2 separate regions of the Zea mays genome follow, and region 1 is linked to region 2. A link is a contact called in public Hi-C data. All regions are on one chromosome and are shown on one strand. The core of a region is the stretch at or near the end of the contact, and the rest is flanking DNA. Distances in the headings are between cores, read along the strand shown. Region 1 has its middle 15 kb from the start of LOC100191394. Region 2 has its middle 4.7 kb from the start of LOC100191481.

Region 1 (3,302 bases), core at 426-2,925, 170 kb before region 2:
TTTCATCACATCCTACATAAAGTTAGTAGTTTGTACTACTCTCAAAAAGTTTTTTCTTATTTTGACATAAGATTTGTCACACATGTTCCTTTAACACGTAGAAGCCTAAGTCATGCGAAAACTTAATTTTTTTTGAATTATTCACCATATAGATTTGTCACACATGTTCCTTTAACTCCTGGAGAGCAGCTGCGCCGCGCGCCTAGCAGGCCATGGTGAGCAGCGGCTCGTCCCGAGGGCCACGACAGGAGCAGCTGCGACGCGCGCCTAGCAGGCCAAGGTGAGCAGCGGTGATTCCAGAGGGGAGCACTTCTATAGGGGACGACGACCAGCAGCAGTGTTTACCGGTGAGCAACGGCGATTCCCGAAGCACTCTGGAGCCACGGCAGGGGACGGCGACCGCGTGGCCCAGGGCGCCTGGAGCCACGTCAGGGGCAGCGCCGTGCGCCTCCACGACGACCACCAGCGGCGGCGATGTCTACCGGGCTCCGGGCGAGGAGCAGCCGCGTGATCGAGGGTGTATGGAGCCACGACAGGGGCAGCGCCGCGCGCCTCCACGGCGACGGCGACCACCAGCGGCGACGGGAACCTAGGGCGGCGGCACAACTGCAGGGGCAGCGCCGCGCGCCTCCACGGCGACGGCGACCACCAGCGGCGACGGGAACCTAGGGCGGCGGCACAACTGCAGGGGCAGCGCCGCGCGCCTCCCTTTTTGCGATGGATTCTGTTGTTCGATTGGGGATTTTGGGATGTGGCGTGTGGGGCCCAACTTCAGGTGACGGCAAACGGTAACGGCTGACGGTGAGAGGTTTAGTGATGCGTTGCTCCGAATACAAGGGTAGAACTGAGGAATTTTCATTGCTAAGGTGAAATCTGAGGTTGTGTGCCATGCAGTGGTGCGGCATGTAATTCTCCCTTACTTTTATGTCGATGGAAACTAAAAAGGGAGCTTTAGTGCCGGTTTCTGAATAGAACCGCTACTAAAGACCTCTCGGTTCTATGACGCCAACTTAAAATACATAAGTACCATTTGGTGTCTTCAACCAGTAATGATAACTTAACATTGGTACCGGTTGTGGACACTGATTGGTAGTAATATCCTCTACAAAAACACGACGATTAAAAAAAGATGTCAAGTCAGGATCGATTCTAAATCAACCGGTACTAATATCCTCGGACGGAAGCCCCCTTTCTCTTTATTTAATTAGTTGTTAGTTGTAGCTTGGAAAGTACCGTGGGCCAATTTGCTAAGAAGAAGAAAATGACAATTTGCGAAGAAGAAGAGAGTCGATAGCATTGGTAAATATTAGGCAGCCTAATTTTGATTTTTTTTATAAAAAAAAACGGGCTAACATCCAACGAAGCTTGTTGGGGGGTGGAGATTTGTAAGTAGGCCGAAGAACTCTCTCTTCAATTCAGTTTCTTTCATTTGCTTTGCGGCCAGTGGCTGCTCCTGCTCTGCTACGGTACGATCCGGCCGGTTGATTCGGTGGTTCGGTTGGACCGTCACCTCACCGTCGAGCTCCGGCCCACCTCCTGGGCTCTGGCTGCTGGATCAGTACAGCTAGCACTGCTACGGAGACGATGATAATCTCACGGCCAGGCCAGGTATCCCCTCCCGTCTGTTTCATCAGTACAGGAGTACAGCACTTGGACAGCCAATGGCGATGCGACGTCGACGAGACGCGCGCTCCGATTCATAGGTATAGGTATAGGGACTGATTGGTTACCTGCATATTCCCCATCCACGCTCATGTGATGATTGGTTACCTGGAGAGTTTATTGGGTCTGGCCCTCCCGATGCACGAGGCACCCCTCGGTCTGGCCAGCGGCGTGCGACCTTTTTTTTCGTTTCTCCTGAGCCTGGCCGCTGCTGAGCGCGTGAGGAGCGCTGGTGAGTTCGGCGGGAGGGTGACAGCCAGGCATCCAAACAATATCTTCTGCAACCAGGCCGGTGACAGCCAGACATCCAAATATACCCCTTTTGCATGCACAAAGTATGGTCTGCTGAGTCCTAGTTCCTAGATACGGGACAAGCTACTCTGGGAAGACAACCAATCGGGCCCATAGCGACGAAAATCTGCTCGTCTGTGGTCGCCGTGCAAACTGTGGAAGTGGAAGTAGTTTTGACCTTTGAGGGCGGTTAGGCGGCCACCTTTCCGGCGGTCGGTTTCATCTCCCGCGTTCATTCATGAGTTCCATCTCTTGGTCTAGATGCATATACACAGTACCGTACAGTTGGCAGCTAGCAGCTCTTTCTGGTCAATTAAAAAGGAATAATAACAGCGTTTTTATATATAAAGATGAAAGTTGCAGCTTTTGCAACAAAAGCCAGCTTTGATTTCGGCCCTATTTCCTCCAAGAGCCATGGGCCTGGCTGCGAATGTGAATGCATCGTACATGGGCCATAGGTTGGGTTTGGGCCTAAGTTGGGTCTTATTGTTACATTTACATGCATGATCACTGGTCGTGTGAATTGTAATGCGCATGGAATCAGACTCGCTCAACAAAGAACCGTAAGAGCATCTCCAACAACGTGACCTATAAAAATGTCTTATAATTTTAAAATAAGTAAATTTTATAGAATTTAGGGCACCAACAAAACACCCTGCTCCAACAGTAAAGCCCCAAATCTAGATTATAGGGCAGCCCACTACGGTGTAGTATATTTGAGGCACTTGAGAGGGTGCCCTATAGTTTTTTGACAAAATTTGTTGAATTGAGGCACCGTTGGAGTGGTTTTTCCTGTGTAGAGCCCTATATTTCGATTTGAGGCATTAGTTTGAGGCATTGTTGGAGATGCTCTAAAGTGTCATGCCCTTTGTATTTAGCGTTTCTTCTCCTGCTTTATCGCTCCATCAACAAAACACTATATGGTCCTCTAAATAGCGGAGGTTCTCAGCATCCGCTAAATCTAGCGATCTTCTTTGGTCCGCTATCACCTGCTCGCGAATGCTGCCGAGGAGCGCGACGACCCAGGGGCGAGAGACGCAGGCGCCATGCCTACGACGCTGAACACAGCGCCAGACACGACGTCGAGCGACGACCGACAAATGCCTCCATCTCCGCCGCCACGCTGGCGACTGCGGACACAGAACCGGCGTGTGGCCCACCGGCGTCCTGCTGCACGGCGTGGCCAGCAACGGACGACCACCAACAAGTTGTCGCATGGCGCCGACGACTAGATAAGGAGCTAGCAACCTCCGTGTAACACTCCTTCCACTTTCGGACCGACGGTACTTACACCTATCAGATTTTTAGGACCATATATTGTCTCCATAGACAAACACGGATCTTTTGTC
Region 2 (3,577 bases), core at 742-3,241:
ATTTGTTATGATTTTAAACATAATAAACTCACTTTATAATATATATATATATATATTCAAGTTTTAAAATTATAAATATAATCTTAAAAATCTTCTGTGTTTTTTAAGCTCTTAAAGTGAAATAGGTGTTAATGTTGTATAGTATCGACACAACACGATTAGACGCTATAGTGTGGTGTTTAGGCCGATGGATAGACACTAGTGTTGGCACAATACAGTACGATTAGACACTATAGTGTCGTGTTTAGGCCGATGGATAGACACTAGTGTTGGCACAATACAACACGATTAGACACTATAGTGTCGTGTTTAGGCCGATGGATAGACACTAAAGTCGGCACAATACAACATGATTACGATAGTAATGTCTAATAGTGTCGTGTCTAATAGTGTTGATGCCAGTACCGTGCGCAGACCGTTTAGCTATATATATATATATATATATATATATATATATATATATATATATATATATATATATATATATATATATATATAGGTAGACCTAGCTACTACCTACCTAGTAGTTCAATTCCTTGCTGAATCGCCGCGCCGTCATGCTCATGCAAAGAAGGGCCACAGAGTACTACGTGTAGCAGCAGGAGGAGAAAGAGAACGAAGCACCGTCCATGATCGATCCGCCAGCCACTGATTGAGGGGTGGCAGTGGCGCACCACGCAGAGATGCAGCAGTGGTTGCAACATCGCTTCACGAGAGCGACAAGTGGCCATGCGCTGACGGGCATTCGGTCGCGCTTGCACATCGGCGCTGCCACTAGTGCCAGCCACGGACGGACGGACGGACGCGAGGAACCCAACTTGGCCTTCCGCCCTTGGTTCTCCAACGAGACACACAACACAACGAGCCCTCGCGCGCTTTCCGACCGAATTCCCAACAGAACAGCGTTGAACAATCGTGTGTCGTCCACTCCACGCGTTTCAGGCGTTCCAAATCACACCACCGTCGGTCAGGAAACGCCCCTCGAACCTGCCTGCCTGCCTGCCTGTTCACCGGGAACTCCCAGGGACGACGATCGAAGGGGAGGTCAGATGAGTCTAGACTCTACATTTCAGAGTAGAACTGACGACCTTCTGCTCTGTTTGACCGTTCTCCCCAACCAAAAACCTTCTGCTCTGTTTGACCGTTCTCCGCATCGTAGCTGAACTGACGACGACGCCTGTCGTGATCCTTTTCTGTATGTACTGATAATTCAATCAACTGCTTGCCTTCTTCTGCTCCTAGCTGATTAGCTGAACTGATGACGACGCCTGTGCTCACCGTCGGTGCAAGCAGGAGGTGTGGCACATGCACAGGCACAGCCGCACAACAGCAGTAGCGCTGATTGGGACCGCGTGGTGTCAGGGACAGGGAGGTCGTTAAAGAAATGAAATTTGAATGCAGGAACCATTGTAAAACAGTTCGACTACTAAACCTAAAATCCGACGTTTGTTGTTACTGATGTTGTCCTGGCGAAAATGGAAGAAAGTTGTTAAGGAACAAGACAAGTATACGGTGGACTATGAGCCCCATCCGAAGAGAGAGAGGAGAAACCAATGTGGTGTATATGCTCTTGTCCGTGGTAGGTATCACCAGGTGACACAATAGGTTTCTAATAGATTAGTACTCTCTCCGTTTCGTTTTAGTTGTCGCTGAATAGTGCAAAATTGAACTATCCAGCGACAACTAAAAAGAAACTGAAGGAGTATATAGTAGTGCTATAGTCATAACCAGAGCCAAAGCCTCTAATGTACTATTTATAATTTTTTTTCTTCACACGCACGTTTTCTACGTAGTATAAATCATTTTAAAAAATGCAGAGCTCTGACTTTTTTCCATAGAAAATCTAGAGACGAAGCCTTGCTTAAGTCACAAGCTCACTCGAGTTGCTTAAGTCACAAGCTCACTCTGCCCATGGCGTTTGGGCCCATGGGCCATGGCGAAGCGTTCCTTTAGTTGTCCGTCGTGGACGTCCACATGTTGCTTCAAGCAGCCAATGAGATCGAGGGACTCGTCTGCTAGTCGGCGCAATCTGTAGACCGAGCTAGTGGGTATGTGGGTGTATCACTGACCGGCTTATTTGGCGCATCGTTTGTGCGCGCCCAGATGCCCCTGCAGCCTGCCGGTGCCGGCTTGGCTGCCAAACTGACCGAACCGAAGGCAAGAGGAGGAAGCAGACATGCCGTCCTGTCCTCCTCCACTTGTATTGTATTGTGCGGTTCACGAGGGAGCAGGAGCCTGTCGTCGAGCCAGAAGCTGGAACAGAGATCCACGAATAAAACGTGCGTGTGATAAGAGCATCGATTCCATGGCTCACCTGCCGTATATACTCCACTATGGTGCTGACAAACCTGCCCCACGGGAAGAGAGGCCTCACGGAATACTAGTACTAGTAAGTTATCCGTGCACCGATTACGATTTCTCTATGTGCAACACAAATCAATATGACGAGTAGTTAGAGGTCAGTGCTCTCAAGATGTACCTTCTCTTTGATCACCGGGCATAGGCGGTGGATGAAGCCAATCTCTACTACTTTAAACATCGGTTTCGTGTGTCGTGCGTCACGTACGAAACACGTAGATCTATAACAATGAGCCCAATAAGCTTTCTCGTCTAACAATGGGCTCAATAAATTTACATTACACCGCAAAAGGGCCATAAGAAATCACCCAAGCACAAACACGACATGAAACCACATGTAGCACGATGCTCCCACATAGTACCATCTCACTAGGTGAAGGGAGATGAGTAACCGAGCTAGCTATAAAAAAAATAGGTTCAGATTCTTTTTTTAATTCATATCTTTCTCGACCTTTTGACTAAGTGTAATATTGATTTTTATCAGTTTATTATTAGATATGTGAACCATATGTTCAAAAAGATTTCTGGTTCCCAGCATAAGCTCAAAAGGACATCTCCAATGTTCCGCATTATAGTACAATAGCTTATGACTACCTTGCAACTTAACCCTTTGCTCAAATTATAGGACATTTTATTTTTGTCCTAAGTCAAACTTCTCTAATTTTGACCAAGTTTTTTTCAAAAAAATATTTCTCACATCTACAGCTACAAATAAAATGCACTACCAAATAGTTGGACCATTTATGTTATTTTAGTGTTTGATTTTTTCCTCATTGCTGGTATCTATAAAACAACCTTTGCAGAAACAATGAGAAAAAAATCTAACTTATCGAGAAAATTGTGGTTCAATAATTGCAGGAATGTTTAATTGTGCCCATACCTACAATCAGTAGAAACAATTACTGGTTCAATAGACATTATTCTTGTGACCATGCTGTCAAAAGTCGTACTTTTAGCACTAAAAACAGACAAGCATTGCTCCAGAGTTCAGAACACCTCGAGTAGCATGATTCTTTCCTATTGGCAACCATTAAATTTTGCTCTTTCCAGTGCTTTAAGTATCTCAGACTAACAAAACAAGAAGATAGAGCTTCTTGAGAAAATGACTTCTAAAATAGCAAAGCAAACATCTCAATATATAGGGAAATAACCTCAACTGTTGGCTCAGTGTTACCTTCGGAAAAAAAAACCATGGAATCTGCACATGGACAAGCAGAAT

Evidence for each region. A called contact is a pair of places that touch in the nucleus more often than the background predicts.
Region 1: a Hi-C map of tassel shows a contact between it and region 2, with 2.8 times the contacts expected there. The contact joins two enhancer-like sites. A contact is called at or near these places in 2 of 25 Hi-C or Micro-C datasets (endosperm and tassel).

The regions. Positions count from the first base shown.
Region 1 is chr3:26,128,779-26,132,080 of Zm-B73-REFERENCE-NAM-5.0, reverse strand. No RefSeq gene overlaps it. Among protein-coding and RNA genes, the nearest start is that of LOC100191394, 15 kb to the left of the region's middle. Within about 2 kb of position 1,675, at least 17 of the 20 cell types and tissues checked have an H3K27ac peak or open chromatin away from gene starts, as enhancers often do. A contact at or near this core is called in tassel, where this site is marked.
Region 2 is chr3:25,958,090-25,961,666 of Zm-B73-REFERENCE-NAM-5.0, reverse strand. No RefSeq gene overlaps it. Among protein-coding and RNA genes, the nearest start is that of LOC100191481, 4.7 kb to the left of the region's middle. Within about 2 kb of position 1,991, at least 17 of the 20 cell types and tissues checked have an H3K27ac peak or open chromatin away from gene starts, as enhancers often do. A contact at or near this core is called in tassel, where this site is marked.